Regions from separate parts of the Ovis aries genome. Here region 2 is linked to region 1. Evidence: chromatin contacts called from public Hi-C data. All regions are on one chromosome and are shown on one strand. The core of a region is the stretch at or near the end of the contact, and the rest is flanking DNA. Distances in the headings are between cores, read along the strand shown.

Region 1 (6,726 bases), core at 1,516-4,015:
GTACCCCAATGTTCAGCGCAGCACTGTTTATAATAGCCAGGACATGGAAACAACCTAGATGTCCATCAGCAGATGAATGGATAAGAAAGCTGTGGTACATATACACAATGGAGTATTACTCAGCCGTTAAAAAGAATTCATTTGAATCAGTTCTGATGAGATGGATGAAACTGGAGCCGATTATACAGAGTGAAGTAAGCCAGAAAGAAAAACACCAATACAGTATACTAACACATATATATGGAATTTAGAAAGATGGCAATGACAACCCTGTATGCAAGACAGGAAAAAAGACACAGGTGTGTATAACAGACTTTTGGACTCAGAAGGAGAGGGAGAGGGTGGGATGATTTGGGAGAATGGCATTCTAACATGTATACTATCATGTAAGAATTGAATCGCCAGTCTATGTCCGACGCAGGATACAGCATGCTTGGGGCTGGTGCATGGGGATGACCCAGAGAGATGTTATGGGGAGGGAGGTGGGAGGGGGTTTCATGTTTGGGAATGCATGTAAGAATTAAAGATTTTAAAATTTAAAAAATAAAAAAACTAAAAAAAAAAAGAAAAAAAAAAAAAAGAATGTTGTGTTAGTTTCAGGTATACTACTGCTACTGCTAAGTCGCTTCAGTCGTGTCCGACTCTGTGCAACCCCATAGACGGCAGCCCACCAGGCTCCCCCGTCCCTGGGATTCTCCAGGCAAGAACACTGGAGTGGGTTGCCATTTCCTTCTCCAAGAAAGTGAAAAGTGAAAGTGAAGTTGCTCAGTCATGTCCGACTCTTAGTAACCCCATGGACTGCAGCCCACCAGGCTACTCCATCCATGGGATTTTCCAGGCAAGAGTACTGGAGTGGGGTGCCATTGCCTTCTCCGGTTTCAGGTATCGAGTGAATCAATTATACATATACATATATCCAGTTTTTTTTTAGATTGTTTTCCCCTTAGGCCATTACAGAGTATTGAGTAAAGTTCCCTGTGCTAAACAGTAAGTCCTTACCAGTTATCTATTTTATATATAGTAGTGTGTATAAGTCAATCCTGATCTCCCAATTTATCCTTTCTCCCACCCTCAAATCCCTGCCTTTTCCCTCTGGTAACTATAAGTTTGTTTTCTATACCTATGATTCAGTTTCTATTTTGTAAATAAGTTCATTTGTACCATTCTTTTTTTCTGGATTCACATATAAGTGATATCACATGATATTCGCCTTTGTCTGACTTAACTTCACTATGGCAATCTCTGGGTAAGTGCTCTGAAAACAATACAGTGCTGCTCCGTGTAAGGGAGATGGGGGTGGGGGGTGGGGGTGACAGTGGCCTCAGCTCAAGCCTAGGGACGGGGCAAACCAGGCCTTGCTGCCCACACCTCCCCTTGTCCCTCTGGGCTCCCCACGACAGGATGAGACAGGCAAAGTTGGGGCCTCTTTCCTCCAGAGCCCATTTTCCAGGGGAGGCACTGCTGCTGCCTGGTCTGAGGGAGGGCGGAGAGTGAAAGGGAGGCAGGCTCCAGTGAGCTTTACCTTTGAAGTCTGTCCTGAGTCCCACCCCGTCCACTGCCTGCTCTAGCCACGCCATCCATTAACAGCCCAGCTGACCAGCTTTCTAACTTGTCCCCTGGCTGCCACTCTTAGCCCCTGGAACTGTCTTTCCTCTGACCGGAGGCCAGAGAGAGATTTCAAACATAAGAATCAGACTGTGTCATGATGTGGCTCAAAGTGTTCTCATCTGACTCAGAACCAAATATTTACAGTTTTAATAACAAAACACAAGCTTACCCAAATTCATCTTCTTTGGAGTAAATATTTGCTACAAAAAGTACAAGGGCCATAAAAGATGTGGCTCTGCTCCCCTCTCCAAGCACATCGCTTGCTATCCCCTGCTCACTCCAGGCAGACAAGCCTTCATGGGGTTTCTAGGACGCACCAGCCTCAGGGCCTTGGCACATTCTGCTCCCTCTGCCTGGAATGTTCGCTCCCCACATGGCCCCACAGCCTCCATGCTTCACTCAGGTCTCTGCTCAGATGTCCCTCCTCAGAGGGGCCCCCGACCCTCAGCTTAAAACACTGCACCCCATCCACATCACTTCTCCCCTTTCTGGGCTCCATCTTTCTCCACGTTTCTAACTCTTTTACCATGAATTATACTTATTTCTTTATTGTCTATCTTTCCCTGCAAAGCAAGCCCCACGAGGGCCAGGCTACAGCCTGTCTTTTCCATCATTGTAGGTCCTGCCCTCAATCAGTGCCTGGCACAGGGTCAGAGCTCGGCAGGAGTTAGGGAAGTAGACCAAGTCCCTCTCTCCCCCTCGCTGCACCCTGTCTCTGCTGCTGTGGGGTCACAGGGAAGCCCCCAAGGCTGTGCCAGGGAAATGAGCAAACCGAGGTCCTGGGTCCTGATCACCTGCGGCCTCTGAGCCTCAGCTGCTTTTCCAGAAGCCACCACCCGCTGGAGAAGAGGGACAGTGTGCCCAGGGGGAGCCAAAGAGGAAATACCAGATGGTGATGCAATTTATAACCCACCCATTGTATAATCAGTTTACATTCCATTTAAAATGTGCCTCAAGTCACAAGGTCACTCACGTCAGTGAAATTCCGGGTTTTTGCTCTGACTACACAGCCAGGTTCTCACAGTTGAGGACAGAGCCCTCCAAGAGTGCCAGCTGCTCTGCTGCCCTCAGGGAAGGCCAGCGTGTAATGGGGAGAGGCGCACCAGCGGGTCACCTGTGCTGGCCGTGGGTGCGGGAGGGGGGGCCACCACCTCTGTCCGCCCACAGTAGGTGGCCCCTGTACTTGTCTCTCTCTTCCATCTCCCCAGGCAGGTGATGGGCCACCCTGAGGAGTGACAACCACCAAGGCCCATGGTCCACCATGGGCCCACATTTTCAGCCCTATCATTTGAGTTATACGCCAGACTCCTTCTTTGGCTCTTGATTTCTGAGCTGGCCCTGTACTAAATGAATTATGTTATTTTGACAAATGTTTTTCTCTGTTACACTTAGAACTATTTTAAAATCAAGATCAGACCGTGGAATGTTCTTAGGGAGAATTTTTCCCCTTCTTTGGCGTATGTTGTTATGTCTGGAAGCCACCAAGGGACCGCTAAAAATGACAGACCCCAAATTACAAGGTCATCACATATTCTTCCAGCAAACTGTCTTGGAAAATATCTCTGTGATTAAAAAAGAGAAAACAACTTAGTGTTTCTTCTTAAATAATGACAATATCTTTCTACCACTTGACAATTTATTTATAAAGCACTTTCAACATCCATCGTCTTATTTGAAGCTATGGTTTGCCTAATTCAAAAATAATATCCTAAGACCCAAGCCTTAGACATTAGACTATCAGATATGGACAAATGACATCACAATATCTTTTTAAAAAATTCTAGGACAAAAATATGCATGAGTAATGGAGTCCTAAAAAAAAAAGCATTCTCATTCTGTATGTATAGTAACAGCATTGAAAGGGAGAATTTTAAAGTGATAAGTTTTCAAAAAGTATTAGGTATATGACTAGAATTACCAGGAGAAAAAGCTTGTGAGGGTGGGTCACTAAAAGCAGTCTTCTAAACTCAGTCTTTACAATTTTAAAACAAAATACAAGAATTTAATCAATTTACCTCCTTCAGAGTAACCATCCACTACACTCTTCCTATTTCCTGCTTCTTGTTGCTCCCTGCCAGACTTGATGCTGAATGTATACCACCAGTTCCCTCAGTGTTTACTATTTTCTTCCAGTGTCTTAGGCCCTGACCACAGGACCTGTCTCCCCAGCAATAGCCCAAGCCAGGCACTCTCTGCCTCATGGAGTAGCTGACATAGCCCGGTGTTTAAGACCAATGATTTTTCAAACATCAGGAAAAGACTCCCTTTGAGTTTGTCTCAAGAGGAGGATTTCAGAGGCTAAGCCTGCAGACCTTAAGAGAATACACAAGCCTGTTCCAGTCAAAAGAACAGCTGGGATGAAGGCCGGAAGGTCAAGGAGAAGAAAGAAAAAGCACACAGGGTTACGGGACAGTAACCCTGGGAAGAGAGTTCACTCCACCAAACTAGCAAAGTGCCCAGAGTGGACATAAATGACTCTCACTTTTATTTTTTTTTGCACCATCACCTGTAGCACAACTTAATAATATGTATATAAATCTCAACTAAAACAAAGAAGCCATAAGAAAAAAAAAAATCCCACTGCTGCTAAAACCTTAATGGCATCATTTTTCTCACACAGTAAGTCAACTTTGGTTCCACACTGAAACTGCCTGTTTGTGTGACAAATTTGAGACAAAAAGAGAGATGACTTGAATTATAAGATGCATCCAGAAAGAGAAGATATTCTCTTCATAAAAATAATTTTGCAGGACGTCCCTGGCAGTCCAGTGGTTAAGACTTCGCTTTCCAATTCAGGGGTTGCAGGTTCCATTTCTGGTCAGTGAACTAAAATCCCACATGCCTTGGCCAAAAAACCAAAACATAATTTTTATAACAAAATTCACTAAAGACTTTAAAAAGTGGTCCACATTTAAAAAAAAAAAAATCTTTAAAAATAAATAAATAAATACTAAAAATCATTTTCCCACTGGGAAAGATGAGAGTAGGCATAAGTGTCCCTATTCTTTCCACTAAGTACATCTAAACACCTGGACATCAAATATAAGATGAACATAAGATGCAGAAGGGGGACAGGAGAAGGCAGGCCAGCAGAGACCCTGGGACCCAAGGAGTGACAGTGATGAGTCCCCAGGGTTTCCTTTTTGCTTCATATATTTCAGATGTGGAGCTAAATAAGGCAGCAACCCAGAAAGGGCAACAAGCTCAGATAAGAGACGTCCCCAGAAAAGCGTGCCCTCTCCCACAAAATGATGGAGAAGGCAACAGCCAGGATGGTGCAAGACTCAGAAACAATAAACACTTTTTTCCAGACAAATGAAGAAACAAAAAAAGAAAAAAAGGTCAGTGCAGAGTCTAGACTTCCACCCTCACTGGGCTGAAACGAAATGCACCAACCAGCCCACCAGGGTACTGGAGAATGACCAGTAGGAAGCCCGTATGTCATCCCTACCCAGCTGAATGAAGCCAGTCTAGTGGGCAGCCTTGACTTTCACTACCACCCAGCAGTGAACAGGCCACCACTCACCCACTATGAGTCTCTGGAGGCCATGTGGGTAGCCACAACTTCCACTCCAGCAACAGTGAACAGGTCCCAGTAACCTCCAGTATCAACACAGACAGAGTGGAGAAACTAAACTTCTACTCCCAGCTTGGTTAAAACCACTCCCGTAGGTGGCCTATCACCTGCCCGGGGATGGAAGGCTCCCACAGTTCCCTGTGGGTAGGAGGAAGACAGTCAAGGGCAGGGACCAGGAGCCGTGGATGGGCAGGGGTGGGGGCTTCCTTCTCCCAGTCGCAGCCTGGGCAAGTGACCAGCTGATGAGTCTCTTCTACGTAAATTTTGCCCTTCCCTGAGACCACAGAGCATGTTCATTCTTTGAGCTTCACTGATGTGACTAACCCCAACATTCTAATTTTCAGGATGTTACCAATGATGGAAACTGGCTGAAGGGTACAGAGGATCTCTCTGTTTTGTTCCCTATAACTGCAGTGTGCACCTATAATTACTGCAAAATAAAAAGTTAAGTATAAGAAAAATTTTCTCCAAATGATGAAGGTTAAACACTAACTGGAAATGATGTAGAGATTTTAGTATGTGATTTTTACATAGGTGGCGAGGATGCAGGCTGACTCAGAGTCTTTGTATCTGAGATGCCCCAACCTGGTTACCCCAATGTTCACAACAAATACGTAAGAAACAAATACTGAGAAACCTGATGGAATCATTTTTGAAAGGGGATCCTGGCCAGAATCCTCCCTAAGTTTTAGTCTTCAAAGGCCCATTTCTATGAGAAATATAGAAGCATACAGTAAGTTAGAGCAAAATCGTCTCCATGACATTTGTCTACGTGCTTCCACTCTACAGAGCTCCTAGTACTTGGAAGTAATGGGCACGGAGCACTTCATGCATGCTGAAATCTGTAGGAAGTAGCATCTATGGAGCACCACCAGAGGCCAGGCCCCATGGTGGATATTTTTTGCACATCTCATTAAAACTTCTCAATAACCTGGTGGTCAGGTAGTTCACAATATCTGCTTTATAGATGAAGAAACTGAGTTTTAGAGGTTGTGTGGTTTACCCAAGGTCCCAACAGCTAGCAAGAGGCAGAGCTAGAATTCAAGCTCAGGTCCCTCTATCTATCAAGCTTGCACCTTTAAGAAAGTATCCAGCGGCATCATATATATACATTGAAATCTAGGCCCAAATCACCAGAAAATGACGACAGTCCCTAAACTCAGTGGAAGGAGGTCCGAGGGCAGGTGAAAGTTTTCTTTTGAACAGAGCAGAATTTCCTCCACCCTCGGTACACAGTAGGCAGTCAATAAATAACTGTTAAGATGGACATGAGTCTGAGTGAACTCCGGGAGTTAGTGATGGGACAGGGAGGCCTGGCGTGCTGTGATTCATGGGGTTGCAAAGAGTCGGACACGACTGAGCAACTGAACTGAACTGAACTGAAGCTGAACTGACCCAGAGGCCCTCCCACTCAATCATGTGTGTGTGTGTGTGTGTGTGTGTGTGTGTGTGCTGAGAGGACAGGCGGCAGATGGTACCTTTCATATGCCTTACCAGGTTAATCTGGAAATGGCAAGGCGCCTATGTTCTTTTCTGATGGG
Region 2 (6,726 bases), core at 2,263-4,762, 110 kb after region 1:
GCCTGGGGTTCGATCCTTGGTCAGGGAACTAAGATCTTTCATGGTATATGACAAGACCAAAAAAAAAGAAGCTTAGCCCTTGGTAGTCTGAGTTGAGCCACTTTTGGTTTGGAAAGAACAAGCCAGGAGGAGACAGCATGGGGAACTCACCCCCTGGCTAAGATGCAGAGCTGACTGCTGAGCTTCAAGAGGGATTCAACAAAAACACTCACTCGAAGGATAAAGTGAGAGAACAGAGCAATCATCTCAGGGCCAACTGTTTCCAAACGTGCCACCAGGCGTGCTCTGGAGGAGGCAGGTTGGGTCCTGGCAGGCTGCGAGTCCAGCCTGGCTCCCATGAGGAAAGTGATCAGCTGAGGCAAACCTGCTATCTTTAAAAACTTGGAAACAATCTGTTTCTCTCAGCCTCAGTTTCTTTCATCTGCAAAACTAGTAGGTGTAATGAGACTGTCCACAAAATCCACCTTCAGATCCGTTATCTATACAGACATTTCTTTTGAGCTCCAGACACATTCAGCTATCTTCTACACATCCCCTACCGCATGATCCTCAGACATCTTGAACCCAGTCTGTTCCAAACCAAACCTAGCTCTGTCCCTCCATCTTCCTTCACCCAAGCCAGAAAGCCAGTAGAATCATCCTCCTTTTCCCTCCCCAGACCTAAGCAATCCCAAGCCCTGCTTATCCCCTGTCCTGGACACAGTCACATGAATCCTGCTCTCTTCCCCCCTGGGACTGCCCACGACTGCTCCACTACACCTCTGCAGGAAGTACACTGCCACTGCCCAAGTCTCCAGTCCTCACTCCCTCCAGTCATCTCTGCAAATCACTGCCAATGATATTTCTAGAGAAGATCTCAAATTGTCATTCCACTGCTCATTTTACTCACTCTACAAATATTTACTGAGCCCCTACTAAAAGTCAATCATTCTCCTAGGTCGAAAGTAAACAGAGGACAAAACAAAGATTTCCTGCCTCATGGAGTCAGTGTTCAAAACCATTTAGTGGTTTCAGGGGAAAAAAAAAAAAATAAATAACTGTCTTTAGACTTTGGGGAATCTAGACTATCTTAGGGACCTCCCTTTTAGCTCAGCTAGTAAAAAATCTGCTTGCAGTGCAGGAGACCTGGGCTTGATCCCTGGGTTGGTAAGATCTCCTGGAGAAGGGAAAGACTACCCACTCCAGGATTCTGGCCTGGAGAATTACACGGACTATACAGTCCATGGGATCACAAAGAGTCAGACTCGACTTTCAGACAATCTTAGAGTACTGCATGAAAAAAATTTTTTTGTATTTATAATATAATGCTACTGTCATTCACTTTTTTACAATATTTTTAAAACTTTTATCTATTTGGCTGTGCTGGGCCTTAGTTACAGCATGTAGGATCTTAGTTGCCACAGGTAAACTCAGTTGTGCGTGTGGGATCCAGTTCCCTGACCAGGGATCGATGCCAGGTCTCCTGCATCAGGAGCATCAAGTTTTAGCCATTGAACCACCAGGGAAGTCCCTATCATTCACATTTTATTTGCTGCTGCACGATAAAACCTTTCTTTGATTTCCCCCTCAAACACTTCCTTGGTTCCATCTCTGAATTTACCACACTGCATTCTGATTGTCATGTATGATCATGTAATTTTCCAATGACACTTTTCCCTGAGGCCAGGCAGTTTATCTTATGAATCTTTGCATGTCGAGTGTCTAGCACTGTTGTTCAATAAATACACATTGGTAGAATAAATGATTCAATGGAGTTAAATGCCAACATGCACACAGATTTATGACATTCTTAACGCCCAGGGGAGTTTCTAATCACTCATGTAAATCTACCCTAATGATTTGTGTTTTGATCTAAAATCAGATTAAGGGGGAAAAGTGATTTCTCTAGTAGACCATCACTATTGAGGAAACAGCAGCTTGTTCTTGAGTGCCACCTACTGGCCAAATAAAATAAAGCTCTTCGGCTAGACAAAAAAAACATATTTGTGCCAAAATGCTAAGTCATGATGAAAATAATGAGTGCTGCTGCTGCTAAGTCGCTTCAGTCGTATCCGACTCTGTGCGACCCCATAGACGGCAGCCCACCAGGCTCCCCTGTCCCTGGGATTCTCCAGGCAAGAATACTGGAGTGGGTTGCCATTTCCTTCTCCAATGCATGAAAGTGAAAAGTGAAAGTGAAGTTGCTCAGTTGTGTCTGACTCTTAGCGACCCCATGGACTGCAGCCCACCAAGCTCCTCCATCTATGGGATTTTCTAGGCAAGAGTGCTGGAGAGGGGTGCCATTGCCTTCTCCAAAATAATGAGTAGTCTACACTGTTGACTTACAGATCTGACAACTCCAGGGAAATAAAATTCAAAATGGGATATACACTATGGTCACAAAGATACTTTTTGAGATGAAAGACTGACAGCTGTATTAGGACATCGGGACTATGGGTGAATTTCCTTCTCTCTCTTCCCAGGGTCTTCTCACATTGTGATAAGGAATCATGCTGATAAAATTCTAAACTGCAGTCTGCTCAAGATGTGAAAGTGGATTTAAGACAACACCATCACTTCTTACAGACTGACCACAGAATTTTTGATTCTGGGCCATTCGGTGACTTGTCTTTCTCTGGTGCTTAGGTTAAGTCAAGTCTTGACATTTCTTTCACGTGTGATTCGCATTCACAAGCTGCCTGCCTCAGTGCTAAGCAAGCTGGATTCTAATTAACTGAGATTTATAGGTGCATTCATTTATTCAGCAAACGCTTACTGTACATTTTCCTACATGTCAGGCCCTGCACTCAGGCTGATTCACCCCCAACTGCAAACACCGAAAAACCTTACTCATTTGAACAAACTGGGAGAGAATCAAGCCCGAATTACTGAAAAGTCCCCACAAGGAAGAACAGCAGGAGGGAAAAGCTCATCTATTTCTGTCAAGATGAGAACTGGGCTATGACTGAAAAACAGAGGTCTTCAGAGACCCATTTCCATGATACAGACAGAAAGTGAAAGTGGCTCAGTCGTGTCCAACTCTTTGTAACCCCATGTAAGCCATGGAATTCACTAGGCCAGAATACTGGGGTGGGTAGCCTTTGCCCTCTCCAGGGGATCTTCCCAACCCAGGGATGGAACCCAGGTCTCCTGTATTGCAGGCAGATTCTTTACCAGCTGAGCCACCAGGGAAGCACAAGAACAGAGTACTTGATAAAGTAACACATCAAACAGCTTTATGTACCCAAGTACTCAGGGTGTCTGACAGCAACTTGCTCTTTTAAAAAGCCTGCATGGAGGGGATTCCCTGGTAGCTCAGCGGTAAAGAATCCACCCACCAATGCAAGAGACACAGGTTCAATCCCTGGTCCAAGAGGATCCCACATGCTGAGGTGTGCCACAACTATCGAGCCTATGCTCTATAGCCTAGGAACTACAGCTGCTAGACCATGTGCTGAGAGCCTGGCCTCTGCAACAAGAGAGTGTACCGCAGTGAGAAGCCTGCAAGCCACAGCTGGAGAGCAGCCCCTGCTGGCCTCTGCAACAAGAGAGTGTACCGCACTGAGAAGCCTGCAAGCCACAGCTGGAGAGCAGCCCCTGCTGGCCGCAACTGGAGAAAAGTCTGTGTAGTAACAGACCCAGCACAGCCAATAAATAAATTTAAAAAACTATATATATTTTAAAAGTCTGCATGGAAACTTCCCTGGTGGTCCAGTGGTTAAGACTCTGTGCTTCCACTGCAGGGGATGTGGGTTTGATCCCTGGTTGGGGAACTAAGATCCCGCATGCCATAGGGCACAGCCAAAAAAACATTCCTTATGCCTCAATCCTGCTCACATACTATTACACAAATGGTTCCTTGTTTTTTCTTTCTTTTTTTAGTCACTCAAAACAGGAAACTCTAGCATGCCTTTCTTTGGTTAATTTAACACCCAATTTTGAATCAATATTGGTGCAGATGAGAGTTTATAGATGGCACCAGTAGACCTCAGCAGTTCCCTGGCCTAGCATGTCATTGCTCCTACTCTGGCGGTGGCTCTGCCACGCACAGCTCTGGAAGCCAGGCACACAGTACCTTCACGTGCCTGTCTCCTCACCGATAAAATGCAGAATAAAAATAACAACTGATCCTAGAATGCTGAGGACTAAATGAGGTAAAGTATAATACAATGCTAAGCACAAGACTTGGCACACAGTTAAGTGTGCAAACAACCATTCAAATTCTTTCATTCAAGACCTCTTCATTCAAGATCTGTGTTCTTAACACTGACAGCCTGTGGGAGCTGCCTTCTGAATACGTTTAACCTCTACAGTCTATTTTATTCAGTTGCCACAGTTGCCTTTTTATTTATTTATTTATTTAGGCATGTTTTGCCCCTGAAACTATTAGGGGGCTATATGTTATGCTTCTATCAGAATACCCGGCATAAAGCCTTAGATCCATTAGAAATTCACTCAGCCAGCCACCTGAAACACTCTCACCAACACACCCTAATCCCAGATGATTGGCTTTCAAATGAAACTACTCTTGCAAAATGTCTTCCCTGGCCAGATATGATAGACTGGATATGCCCAAGTGACTGTAATATTTGACCCCCAAATCCATAAACTCAGCATTCACACCAAGTCAGACTTCTATCTGCACAGCTAAACTTTGCTCTGTGCAGAGTTACCCAACCCAAATGGAACAGGGAATAATAGTGGGCCTTTCCTCTCCGTCATATTTCAGAGTGAGATACGGATTATAATCTCATGGTGACGAGAAGCTGCTTCTACCAGAACAGTCCCCAAGTCTACTTTTCGGGTATGGAGTCCTTACCCTCCTGGGGTTCAAAGTTTATTGTAGTCACAAAAATACAAGAGCACCAGTCAGGTATACAGGCACAGAAGGAAGCGCCAATAAGAGGTACCAACACGTTTGTAAGGGGGTGGGGCAACAATGAAACATTTCCAGCTGGGTTGACAGCTGCATAGCAAAGTGTGGAGACAAGAAACCTTGGAGAGGATGTAGGCTGGCTTGGGGGAGGGGAGGAGAGGCTGTAGTTACCCTATGTGGAAGCGCATGGGGTGTGCATTCACCCCCCAGGCAGAATTCCAAGAACTGGTATAGGGGAATAAACCCGGATCTCTGCGAATGAGACAAGTTGGCCCCATCTTTCCTTGTGACAGGTCCAGCCTGAAGACTTCACCCCCTCATCCCATTCACCTTTGTACCAGATGCACCTTAGTCACACACCCTTCCGCCCCCTCCCCGCCCCCAGGAATCAGCTTCTCAATTCAGACAAACACGCTTACAACCAAAGGTAAAGAAGCCAACACAGGGAAAGGCTTATCAGAGGTAAGATGAATCATCACAACATTAATTTTGAAAAAGAAGAGAAAAAAAATAATTTTAAGACTATAATTGCTACTTATCACCAAACTGTACATCATTCGAAGCCACTAGACTGAAACAAACGAAACACAAGCCTTCCCCATTTTGGACATTTCATACATCAAGCCACGTAAACGATAACTTACTATCCAGGAGGCTCTGAAGAAATTTCTGGAGTCGGGCTGACTGCTGAGCTCTGTAAACATTTAAAAAAAAAAAAAAATTACTTTGACTCAGTTATTTCAAGCCAAGGGGAAAACAGAGAAGTCCCTTTCTTGTCCTAGTTTAGGTGAAGCCCTCCGGGAGGCAGGGAGCCAAACTGAGCTGGAAAGGGCTCAGTGCAGGTGGACGGTGGTGTTCTTTCTCTGGGAGGAGGATTTCTGGGCTTTTGCCTCCCAGGGGCTGCACCCAAGGCTCTCTGCATGGGTCAGGAGATGCCCACTCCTCATGTGTATCTCCAGTCGCAGGCCCACTGGGTGGATGGCCCACCACTTCGCAACATGCATTAGTGATATGGACAGCACCTTGCGCCAGCTTATCCCCAGCCCTCGGACCCCTTGCCAAGCCCACCAGGCTTCGTCATGCACCCAAATGCCACAACCAGAGAGTGTCACCCAACACTTCATCAGGTACATAACATACAAAAAGAAAAGCATTTTAAAAGACCGTACTTCTAGATCATTCATTTACCCCTGGAAATGGGGAGCAATGTAGTTTCACAAAACCTCTTAATGCCTGTGTCATCAAGGAGGAGAGCGTGTTATCAATTGACAGGCCACTATGCAAAAGGGAGAAAACCAAGAGCTCTATGCAGATAAAAAGCAGCATAATTACAGAGTTTAGGGTGTCTATCATCTTGGAGAAGGAAAGGCAAAGGGTGTGATATATTTGCTTTTAAAAATAACATGGTAGTTGAATAAGTCAATGTACAGCTTCACTTTGAAAGATGCTCCGATGTCTGCTAATGACCACTTCAAGGAGAACAAGCTCTCTGGAAGAGAAGAGGCACTTGGGGAAAGGAGAGAAAGAAAACAGCAGGAGGAGGAGAAGGAAGACCCTGGGAAAGGAGGCAGAGATGGTGGGACAGGAGGCAGCCTTTTCTGGGGGCTCACGCCGGCTGTCCTCCAGCCCTTACCCCCAGTGCTCCTGGGAAACCACTGCTCTCCCCTCCACGTCCAGCCCCGATGCCCACACTGGCCTCTCCCGCCCATCCTCTCCTGGAGCCTCCCTCAGCGCCCGCCCATGCTGGATTTCCATCGTGGAAGAGCTTCGGCACAACCCCACTGAGTCCTCTGGAAACACCCGCTTCCTGCCTTCCCCCATCACAGGTTGTCAGCCAGCGCTATACCTCTGAGGGCTCCCCTGATTCTTTA

The links. A called contact is a pair of places that touch in the nucleus more often than the background predicts.
Region 2: a Hi-C map of liver shows a contact between it and region 1, with 3 times the contacts expected there. The contact joins two enhancer-like sites. A contact is called at or near these places in 4 of 16 Hi-C or Micro-C datasets (liver, mixed tissues, omental adipose tissue and 1 more).

Annotation. Positions count from the first base shown.
Region 1 is chr22:16,600,081-16,606,806 of ARS-UI_Ramb_v3.0, forward strand. All of the region lies in intron 4 of PDLIM1 (PDZ and LIM domain 1), which reads right to left. Among named protein-coding and RNA genes, the nearest start is that of PDLIM1, 29 kb to the right of the region's middle. Within about 2 kb of position 2,766, at least 17 of the 54 cell types and tissues checked have an H3K27ac peak or open chromatin away from gene starts, as enhancers often do.
Region 2 is chr22:16,706,704-16,713,429 of ARS-UI_Ramb_v3.0, forward strand. It overlaps SORBS1 (sorbin and SH3 domain containing 1), which reads right to left. Exons shown (of 33, transcript XM_060405070.1): 22 at 5,500-5,549. Among named protein-coding and RNA genes, the nearest start is that of PDLIM1, 78 kb to the left of the region's middle. Within about 2 kb of position 3,513, at least 10 of the 54 cell types and tissues checked have an H3K27ac peak or open chromatin away from gene starts, as enhancers often do.